3 separate regions of the Mus musculus genome follow, and regions 2 and 3 are each linked to region 1. The links are chromatin contacts, called in public promoter capture Hi-C maps. All regions are on one chromosome and are shown on one strand. Each heading gives the region's core, a stretch centred on a gene start, on an enhancer-like site or on the middle of the called end of the contact. The rest is flanking DNA. Distances are from core to core; before and after follow the strand shown. Region 1 holds the start of Osbpl10 (oxysterol binding protein-like 10). Region 2 has its middle 55 kb from the start of D330037F02Rik. Region 3 holds the start of D330037F02Rik (RIKEN cDNA D330037F02 gene).

Region 1 (3,713 bases), core at 422-2,921:
CAGCGGGCATGCACTCAGTTGGGGCACATCTGTGATCCCAGCACTTGGGAAGTAGAATCCAGAATTCCAGGCTAGCCTTGGCTACATAGTTACTTGAGGTCAGCCTGGAGTACATGAACTCATAACTTAGCAAGCAAGTGAACAAACACCAAACTAACCAAGGGACACCTCTGTGTCCTTTGGCTTCAGTGTGGGTCTCCCTCCCCTCCCCTCCCCTTCCCTCCCCTCCCCCCTCTCCAGTTTCTCTGTGTAGCCCTGGCTGTCCTAGAACTTGCTCTGTAGACCAGGTTGGCCTCAAACTCAGAGAGATCCACCTCCCTCTGCCTCCTCATCCTCTGCTGTGATTATAGGAGTAGACCCCCCCACCCAGCTTCAGTGTGGTTCTCGTATTTCTTCTTGCAAGGCTGTTTTACTTTTTCATAATATGTGGACACCTGGAATTCCTATTTACGTGGTGGCCATCTCTTACCATCACCTCTGAAGCATCTGCATGGGCGTCTCCAGAGCTGAACCCTCTGAAAACTTTCAGACAGGTGTGAAGCTGAAAGGACTTGGGGGCTGTGCTTGTGAGAATGGACTCTACCTAGCAATTAAAAAAAAATCTATCTATCTATCTATCTATCTATCTATCTATCTATCTATCTATCATCTATCCATCTATCGTGTGTGTATGTGTGTGTGTAAGGAGAGGTCCCAGCTTCTCAGAGTTCTAATTTTAGAAACAACCAGATTGCATTGAATATTTATATCCACAACGATAACTAGTGGGCTGGAGAGAGCCCGATATCTCTCTGCCTTTGCTAAAGAGCAAGACAGATTGAGAAGAACCCAGCGTGTGGGTGGGCAAAAGAAGTTTCTTGGCGGACAGTGAAGTGTGTGTATGTGAGTCTTCTCATTTGCCCTCTGGTTTGGGCCCCTCTGGCTCTCGGGTGTGCAGTATCCAGCGCAGTGACTCCTCACTCTTGTTTGTCTGTGCCCATCACCCCTGGGATCAGGGTGAAGTGAGCGTGTGAGGTCAGGAGAACGCTCACTGGAAGGCACCTAGTCCTAGCCTGGTATTCGCTGTGCATCCATCCGATCTCTGACTTGTGGAACCGGCCCCAGCTGACAGCCTGCTCACCTGGGAGAGTCACCTGCTGCCCCTTCCTTTCCGCTTTCAAACCCATGGGAGAGCCCCGAGGGCCTTGCTGCCCTGTTTCTAGGCTCCCTCAGTGAGGCTAATTTTCAGGTGACCGTGTACGTGCTTGGCCCAGGCTCCTGTGCGCCGACACACCGAGAGGGAGCGTGCTGGTGTCAGGGACCGGGCGGGTCCATATCCGGGTGTACCGGGTGGGTAGGACCGTCCCTCCCTCCAGGTCTCGAGGTGGGTTGGGGGTGGGGAGAAGGGCGTGCGGAGATTTCCCCGGTCAGGATCCAAGTGAGGGGGCAACAAAAGGCTAGGGTGAAGGGGGCCGATGTAGGGCGTGCCCACTCTGTCTGCCAGGCCCGCCCCAGGAGCATCCTTAGCCCGGGCTCCGAGCGACTGCAAGGTTCGAGGAGCTGGAGGAGGAGGAGGGACCTGGAGCCCCGAACTTGCCCGAGAAGTGGCTGGAGGGCGGGGCCGGGCCCTGGTCGAGGCGGGAGGAGGGGCGGCCGCAGCTGCAGCTAGCCCGGCTGGCTTCCTTCCCAGCCCTCTTTCCCTCCTCCTCTTCTTCCTCCTGTATGAGTCAGGCATTTCCCGGGGAATCAGAGCAGCCACGCGCGGCCCGGGAGCCCGGAGCTGTAGCGGCAGCGGCGGCGGCGGCGGCGGCGGCGGAGGAGGAGGAGGAGGCGGCGGCGGGGCTGCCACCGCGGCGGCCACCGGCTCCCCGGGCGCGCAGCGATCATGGAGAGGGCGGCCCAGAGCACAGACGGCGGCGGTGGCGGGGGCAGCAATAGCAGCAGCCGGAGCAGCAGCCGCGCCACTTCGGCGGGCTCCTCGCCCTCCTGCTCCCTGGCTGGCCGAGGGGTGGCCAGCCGCTCTGGGGCCGCGGGACTGGGCGGCGGGGGCAGCCGCAGCAGTCCCGGCTCGGTGGCGGCTAGCCCGTCCGGAGGAGGCGGCCGAAGGAGGGAGCCGGCGCTCGAGGGCGTGCTCAGCAAATACACCAACCTCCTCCAGGGCTGGCAAAGCAGGTAAGGAGTCCGCCGCTCGCGCCCCCGCGCGCTCCCCGGGTGTGGAACGTGGCGCCACCCGCGGCTGGGGACTGCCTGGACACCTCGTCCTTCCTGCACCCTGGCGGGCGCCGCAGCAGCGGGAGGGAGGCAGGAACCCTGGTTTTCCTTGGGTGCTGAAAGCTGGCAGAATCTGGAGTGGCGTCGGGTGCGCCCTAGGTAGTTCCGGTGTCCTACCTGCTGAGGGTCTCTCACACCCAAGAAGAAGGGTTGAGAGGGACCCGCAGAGAGGGAATGCTCGGTGCCGGGCGCAGAAAGCATTCGGCACTCGTTGTCCAGCACAGTTCTCCCCACTCCGTAGTTCCTGTTAAAGTACGATGTTTGAAATACAACAAGGAACCTGTCACTTGTCATCTTTGGAGTGTCCCGCTCCCAGGGTGTGCATATCCCTTCCCTAGTGGGTGGCTTAACAGCGCAGTTTGTTATTATTCCCCGTTCAGGTGCATGTGAAGTTTCTTTGCTTCCCTCTCAAAGTTGCCAAGCCTTGAATTGGGCGTGGTGGCAGATGCTTGTAATGCTAGGCACTTAAGAGACATGAGGCCAGTGGACTTGAGTTTGGGGCTAGCCTGGGCTACATAGTGAATTCCAGGCTAGTCGGAGCCACATCGGGAGAACTTGCCCCAAAAAAGAAGTTGGCAAGTCTAGTGATGGACAGACTTCTGGAAGGATCGGGATGTCAGAGAGTGGAGTTCTCAGCATACATGGGGTGATGAGGTGTGGACTTCTGTTGTATGGAAGGACTTAAGGATCAGGCACAACGGCCTCTGTCTGTCTGTCTCCCTTTCTCCCCCCTCATCCCCCCATGTGTGTTGTGTGTGTGTCTGTATGTGTATGCCAGTGTGCCAGTCGCCAGTCTTTGGAGAAACAAACCAAAGTTGAAACATCCATGCAAAGACACCATTGGGGAGAGCATTGTCTTCTCGAACTTCAGTATCCCTGGATCACCATTTGGGACCCTTAATGGTTTGTCCTTGTGAGATTTGAATCCCACCCTAGAGTCTGGCTTATCTTTGCTGGTTGGACCAGATCCCTCTTAGCTCTTCCCGCAGGCTGTTTGGAAATGCTCTGATGGTTTCCAGATGAACCATGGGCTGTCACAGACGTGCGATGGTGCCTGTAGGAAGAGGACTTTGGACGTAATGGGAACCAAGCAGTTCTAGATACAGAACTCTGAGCCTCACCCAGGGTTTCCTTGGAGATCTGTTACTATGTTAGTGAAGTTGCTTTTAACTTCGGAGTCTTCCTCAAAATAGCTTCTTCGGTGTCTGCTCTTACCTCCCCCCACCCCTGGTTTTTTAAAAGCTGAAAACAGAGGTAGAGTTTGTAGGAGGGGAGAGATAGGAGATGACTAAGGGTGATTTCATTTCTTGAAAGTTGTGGCTCTGAATGGCAGTTCGAGGTACCTTGTCAGAGACACTTTGAAAGCGTGCTCATGCTTGACACTGCCTCTTCTCTAGCTTCTGGGGCCAGCAGAGCGGCTGCCCTAGATAACTGGTGTCTTCTTTGCCTGGCCATAGTATTTT
Region 2 (3,713 bases), core at 402-2,901, 740 kb after region 1:
TGATAAGACTACAAATGAGCATAAATATTTCATGCGATGTTAGATTTTTCCAGACTTCATCTTTAATGGGATGAATTCGATGGGCATAAAGGATTGCAAATACATTTTTAAGTTTATTTTGTTGAATTGCTATTATTATGCATAGTTGGCACAGCTATCTTGAAACCATTTCACATCCATAGGGTGGGAAATTGGATAAGTCATTATGGTAATGTCATTAGGAACCTGGATCATCTGTATGAGGAAGCAAATACACAAGTCAGAGGAGTTAAGGCCTAGGGTGGGTGGTGCTCAGGAGACTAAGGCACAAGGCAGGTCACGATTTCAAAGCTATCCAGGGCTAGAATTTGAGACTCATAAAAAAACAAACGGAACAAAATGACAAAACAAGCGTCTGGGGGAGTTGAGCACTTGCCATGCATGCACGAGAGCCCTGAGTTAGGCTTCTACTCCTCACATAATAATCCCAGGTGAGTTGCGAGTTTTGTGAGAGACCCTGCCTCGAAGAACACGGTGGGGAGTGATGGAGGACTCTCAGCCTTTGTTCTCCATGCATGCATGGGTGCATACAGACAAAATCCAAGCAAGAAAATAGACAAATAAAACCAAGGATGTTGATACTTTCTTACCAACAGACCATTTCCTATCCCTGTTCTCTGATTAGTCCAGAAGTAGCCTGTGGTGTGACTTTAGCATCCCAGGACAGGAAGAGCAGTTTCTGCACATCTCCGCATATAGACCAGACCCTGAAGGATTGGCCACTCATAACCAAAGGAGCCTGCAGTGATCTGATGAGCTGTCACTTGGAGAAAGAACTCCAAGGCAAGGTTGGCCCTGTCAAAGGCCACTGGAATTCAAGGTGATAGTTTTTTTGTTTTTTGGTTTGATTTTTTTTTTCAGTCAAAGGTGAGACTTGCTAAGCATCAAACTTCTAAGAATCAGAATGCAAACAGATAAACAAATCAAAACAAGAAAAAACAATTTTGGTTTCTCAAGGTAGACAATGACCTTTGTCAACTAAGGTCAACAACCTTGACCTAGTAATAGATAGTCACAGGAAAATTGTTCACATGGATCATATTTCAGGAAGAAAACCACTGTAGTACCAAGAGAAAGTTGTTTCATAGGAAAGTTATTACTAACACATTGAACACAATACCAGAATTTAAAAATTGGTGTTAACAGCCTTTTATGAAGCAGCATCTGTATCGGTTAGCTTTCGCTATCAACTTGTCACAGTCTAGAATCATCTTAGAGAAGAGTCTCAAGTGAAAGGTTGTCTGGATCAGATTGGCCCATCTGTCTTGATAATTGATAGAAGAGGGACCAGCCCACCATGTATGATACCAGCCCCAGGCAGATGTCCTGTCCTGAACTGTGTAAGAAAGTTAGCTGGGGATATGCCATCTGTGAGCCATCCAGCATATACCATCTCCAATGGAGCCAGCACATACCATCCCCCATGGAGCCAGCACTCACCAACACCATGGCTCCAGCACTTGCCATCCCCCAGGGCTCCAGCATGCTCCATCCCCCATGACTCCAGCACTCATCATCCCCCATGATTCCAGCACTCACCATCCACCATGGCTCCTGTACTCATCATCCCCCATAATTCTAGCATGCACCATTGCCAGTTTTGTTAGGGCGATAATTGGTGATGAAGCTATCCAAAACTCATCTTTATGTAACAGAGCTGCACATGGAAATAGCTCAGTGCCAGAGACTTCCCCCTAAATCAACAGCAAAATAAAAAGAGGGGGCCATATGTACAAGAAAATATTGATAATTCTTAAATCTAGCAGTTGGGCATGTAGGCGTTCATTATACTATTTTCTCTAAGCTGCCATTATAAGAAGTTAAAAACTTTCCTGAGCCAACAATCAGACTCTTGGGCACAAACACCTAAGTAACTGTGACTGAGAAGTGTTTGTTATATTGTAGAGTTGTACAAAATCTCCTTGTCCATCTCTGGAAGAGTGGAGAAGTAAAACTGAAGAAAATATGGTCAGAGGATTGTACTAAGTAGCAATTGTAGTACTAAGTAGCAACTGTATGGTCAGAGGATTGTACTAAGTAGCAATTGTAGTACTAAGTAGCAACTGTATGGCCAGAGGATTGTACTGAGTAGCAATTGGATGATGCAATGGCTTCTGCAGCATGCGCCCACAAGCAATCTGGCTAGAGTGTCTGCAACACATCATGTTGAGGGAAACAGTAAAGGAGCAGAGACAACTTTGTGACAACTTTGACTATCGGCTTTATATAATACACATTATATGTTAAGCTTCATAAAGGGCTGTTAACACCAATTTTTAAATTCTGGTATTGTGTTCAATGTGTTAGTAATAACTTTCCTATGAAACAATTTTCTCTTGGTACTACAGTGGTTTTCTTCCTGAAATATGGTCCATGTGAACAATTTTTCTGTGACTATCTATTACTAGGTCAAGGTTGTTGACCTTAGTTGACAAAGGTCATACAGCATTGTCATTTATCTTTTAAAGATTTGTTTCATTATTTATAGTCACAGGTGTGTGGTAGTTTGAATGAACAACAGTCCTATAGACTTGTGTATTTTGAATAGTTGGCTCCCAGTTAGTGGAACTGTTTGGGAAGGATTAGAGGGAGTGGCCTTATTGGAAAAGTGTGATTGACGATAGGCATAGGTTTTTAAAAAACCCATGCCATTGCCAGTTAGCTGCCTCTCCTCATGTTTGTGTCTCAATATGTAAGCTCTCAGTTCCTGCTTCAGTACCATGCCTGCCTGCTGCCATACTCCTTGCTATGATGGTCATGGGCTCTAACACTTGGAAATGATAAGCCCCAGAAAACTCTTTCTTCTAGAAATTGCCTTGGTCATGATGTCTTATCACAATAATAGAAAAATGACTAAGGCAGTGTGTGTGTGTGTGTGTGTGTGTGTGTGTGTGTGTGTGTATGAATACTTCCAGTGACCGGTAGGGTGCATCATATCCCCTGGAACTGGAATTACAGGAAATGATGTGAGTATGCTAGGAAGTGAACCTGGGTCCTCTGCAAGAGCAGGACGTGCTCTTAACTGCTGAAACTCCAGCCTATGCATTGCTACTTTATACACACACACACACACACACACACACACACACACACACACACATATATACACATATATATATATATAACTTATAAACAAGTTCACACTGGACACCTTTTATATAGATCTCTCTGTGTATAGATCAGGCTGGCCTCAAACTTACAGAGGGTCACAAGCCTCTGCCTTCTGAGTGCTAGGATTGAATGTGAAGTAACTTTGCATTAGCCTACCATTTTCTAGTCGTCCTTTTTAACAGCCTGCCTCAGAAACAGTATGGTCCTCCATTTTAAAGTCTTCTGAAATGATTCTTAAAGACCAATAAACTGAAGAGTCTTAAAGACACCTGCGTTGACGAACAGAACAGCAGAATGTAACTCTGTCCAAGAAAACACGGGACTGAGAGATAGTTTATTATGAGCCATATCTGAATGAGCACGATCCAGGAATGGATTCAGGTTCCCTTGAGCGGCATATTCCACTGTGGAAGGGAAGACATGGATGAACCTTTGTAGTAACAGAACAACAATAACAACAAAAGCAAAACAAAAATCAAGTGTGTTTAACAAATACATCAATGGATAGTCATAGCTGAGTAGGAAAAAAACATCTTTTCTGCAGTTTTCAGATACAATCTGAA
Region 3 (3,713 bases), core at 409-2,908, 690 kb after region 1:
CAGAATCATTATTTTGGGAACTTGGTCCTGAATGGAAAAGCCCTCAGTGCCACTTCTCCTCAGGCTCAGACTCCTGAGGGCCACAATCACCAGCACAGATTTTCACTTTTATGTAGAGCTGTTACTAACTTCCCGCATCCAACAACATGTCATGTTCTTCTATCTAACCCAGTGGAGAAACCATGGCAGATTCTAAGCAACATGTTTGCCATTTTATTCCTTCTTCAGTGAAGACCTGTTGGGAGGGTACACACAAGGAAGTGACACAATCCAATTTATGTTTGCAAATGTCCAGGTGTGCATCCAGACGGAAATCTGGATGGACCAGAGTGAGGGAGAAGGGAACTTAGGGGACAGGTGTAGGAGCAGAACTCAGGCAGCTCCTGGTGGGTTCTTGGTGGCACAGCATTGGCAGGACTGAGGCAGAGGAAAGGTGGGAATGACGGCTGGTTCTCAGCCTCTGCTTGGGACCTGAGTGGGCGCTGCTGCATTGACTGAGATGCCGTGCTTAGGGTACTTACTGCAGGGGAAGAGTGGTATTTTTGTTTGAAACAATGTCAGCCATGCTTTCTACACGTGACATCTCAAGTGTCACCCAGGCAGAGACGTCTGGAGGTGTGTGGATTTGGGGCTCAGACCCAGAGCAGAAATAGGGTTGGTGGGGAACCCCAGGGAACTTACCTGATCTCACAAGGGAAAGTTGATTCCTATTTTATGCTCCTTTGTAGTCCACGTGGATTTGAGTCATGGCATAATTAAATCTTTTTTCACCTGTGTGTGTGTGTGATATGGTATCCTCTGCTATGTATGTGTGTGCTGTGTGTGTGTAAGACAGTGTGTACCACTGTACTGCTATGGTGCTCAAAAGACAGCACGGGATCAAGTCTTCACCTTCTACCTTGTTTACAGTGGGGTCTTTCCTGTCACCACAGCTGACTCCAGCCGAACTGGTCCGTATACTTTTGGCAATTCTCATGTTTCCGCTTCTGGCTTTTCTCATGGGGTGCCCTGGAGTTGGAGGCTGGTAAGCCCCTTTGTTTGGCTCTGTGTATGGGTTCTGGGTATCTGAAGACAGGAGTCAGGCTGTGCAGCAAGTGCTTTGCCCATGGAGTCATCTCTTCAGCTCCTTTTTGCTATTCTTAAACAAATCTGTCTCACTCAATTAGTCTGGGATATCATGGAGAATAAGGTAGCTGACAAAGTGCCTGTACATCGCATGACTCATTAGTTTTGTTAACCAGATGAATGGATTTCCTTTGAAAAGGAAAATATAGAACTTAAAAAAAAAAACAGCCTTTTGAGTCAAAACCTCCTATTCAAACAGATTTTCACAAAATGTTCTGCAGATTCCGGTAACAAGTCAATAGGATGAAGGAGGGCCGCTGCAAACAAATAGATCAAAGTCTGTTTCCAGGATGTCCCCCTTGCCTCCTGACAGTGAGCAATGGCTAACTCTGAGCTGGGTGCCTCCACACCAAAGGAACCCTCCTTTGGGAGCCTCCCACAGACGATCACTTCAGTGCACATCCTGGTCTGTGTCAGAGCAACAGGAGCTTGCAGATTTCCACTTTGAAGGAAATGAAAGGCAGACAAGGGAATTGGCTCCTCTCTCCAGCTTCCTGTTTCCCATGCCTCGCACATCCTCCAAAGTGAGATCTGTTTTGGAGTCAAGAGAAAGCATAGACTGCACAGGGCCAAGCTTCCTCCCACTGCCCACTGATGAGCAGATTTGAGGGAGGCCCAGGGACTGTAGTGTGAGTAGTGATAAGACAAAGTCACCCTCCACACTGTCACCCTCTATATTGTCACCCTCCATGCTGTCGCCCTCCAGGAAGTCACCCTCCACACCATCACAGGCACATTCTCTTAATCTTTTTTGGTGTTGTTTGTTTGTTTGTTTGTTTGTTTTTCAAGACAGGGTTTCTCTGTGTGGCCCTGGCTGTCTTGGAACTTGCTCTGCAAACCAGCGTGACCTTAAACTCAAGAGATTCTCGGGTCTGCCTCAGCCTCCGGAGTTCTGGGATTAAAGGTGCTGCACCACCACCACCTGGCACCTTATAATCTTTTAAGAACTGGACTCAGGAAAAAGGTAGGTCCTTTGCTGCCATATGGGAAAGAATTTCAGGACAAGCTGGTCCGAAGCAGAGATTTTGTTTTGTTTTGTTTTGTTTTGTTTTGTTTTGTTTTGTTTTGTTTTGTTTTACCATGGGAGTTAAGACAGTGAGAGAACTCAGAGGAAGACTAAGACAGACCCAAGTGTGGACATGGGGTTCTTAGGAGAGAGCTGGAGTTAAGTGTCTTAGGACGCCATGTTGCCCATTTTGGTGGGCACTCAAGTTACATCTCACAGGAATGCTAAGAAACCTTTTCTTACCTCCTTTTAAACAAATGTACTTAGAGGATGCCTGACAAGGTGACATAGAATGGGATTTTTAATCTGGTACTGTAAAACCAGGAGCCATTACAAAAGGGATTAGGAAATGTCCTCTTACTGTGAATGGGGTTCCCGTGAGAGTCCTAGGAAACTGTAGGTCAAGAGCTTGACTGCAGAGAAAGGCTTTGCAAATGGTAATTGTTCGCGAATCCTCAACACTCTAGAGACTTCAGGAGACTCTGGAGTGAGGCTTTCTTTCCCTACCCCCACACCCCTAAATTCCTGTCTTTCTATTCTTCCTCAAGAGGAAGGCACCATGCATGTGCATGAACTTAGGTACCAGCAAGCATGGGTTCCTTTCCTGGCATCTGTAGAAATATACTGTGGACCCCATTACAACACATGCAGAAGAGTAGATGAGAGTACCTAGTCTTGTTTGACCACTACCCTAAAGCTGTTACTATTTCCTTTCTATTTCAGTTTATAGTTTAACAGTTTGTAAACTTTATATAAGAAAACTTGCAAATAAATGAGAACATTGTATACCAAAGTTGACCCAAAATCAGTGCAAACCTTGAGAAGTTAGAGCTGGCATTAGGAACAGCAGCTGTGAACCTTCACATTAGATTTCATACTTTCAGTATCGCATACACTTTATGCATGCAACCATCTCCCAACCCCCCAAAATCTGTGACAAGCTTAGAACTAGAAAAGCAATTAATTTCATCTCCTCTTTCATAACTCCTGTCCATGACCTGCACCCGGTCCTCCCTCGTCCCCTGGTACTAGCCTGGTTGCCCTTTCTTCATGTCATGCTGTGACCAACAACTATTTACATGTATGTGCATATCATTGGGTAGATTCTGCATATGAAGAGAATGTGTAGCTTAGTTCATTCTGAGGCTGTGTGGCCTTGCTTAATATACATTCTAAATCCATCTATCTATCTTCTTGTACATTTTTAACTTTGTTCTTTAGAGTTGTATGTGTATAAATATGGCATATATAATATATAATATATACTATTTCAGTTCAATATATATGTGTGTATATATGTATATATATAATATTGTATATGGCATACATAGCATATAGTACATATGGCATATAGATGTATAACATATATTAGTATTTCTATTATTCATTCACTTGTTGAAGGAGAACTAAAAAGTTGGTTAAATTCTTTGCTAATAGTGACAAAAGCAGCAGCTAACAGGGGCTGAAAATATCTCAGTGGTAGGGTGTAAAGTTCTCTGGGTTTTCTCCCAGGAGTGAAATACTATTTCTAATGTTTTATTTTTTAAGAAACCTCCAGACTGATTTCACAGTGGCCATATTC

The links. Promoter capture Hi-C pulls out the DNA fragments that hold promoters and counts their contacts.
Region 2: a contact with region 1 is called in a promoter capture Hi-C map of hippocampal neurons, with 4 times the contacts expected there. The contact joins the enhancer-like site here to the promoter of Osbpl10 in region 1. A contact is called at or near these places in 4 of 39 promoter capture datasets (hippocampal neurons, liver and pre-B cells) and 1 of 115 datasets of contacts at active chromatin or transcription factors (embryonic hindbrain).
Region 3: a contact with region 1 is called in a promoter capture Hi-C map of liver, with 2.8 times the contacts expected there. The contact joins the promoter of D330037F02Rik here to the promoter of Osbpl10 in region 1.

The regions. Positions count from the first base shown.
Region 1 is chr9:114,976,814-114,980,526 of GRCm38.p6, forward strand. It overlaps Osbpl10 (oxysterol binding protein-like 10), which reads left to right and starts at 1,672. Exons shown (of 12, transcript NM_148958.3): 1 at 1,672-2,151. The coding sequence starts at 1,865.
Region 2 is chr9:115,718,865-115,722,577 of GRCm38.p6, forward strand. No RefSeq gene overlaps it. Among named protein-coding and RNA genes, the nearest start is that of D330037F02Rik, 55 kb to the left of the region's middle. Within about 2 kb of position 1,652, at least 5 of the 459 cell types and tissues checked have an H3K27ac peak or open chromatin away from gene starts, as enhancers often do. A contact at or near this core is called in hippocampal neurons, where this site is marked.
Region 3 is chr9:115,664,210-115,667,922 of GRCm38.p6, forward strand. It overlaps D330037F02Rik (RIKEN cDNA D330037F02 gene), which reads left to right and starts at 1,659. Exons shown (of 7, transcript NR_166686.1): 1 at 1,659-2,089.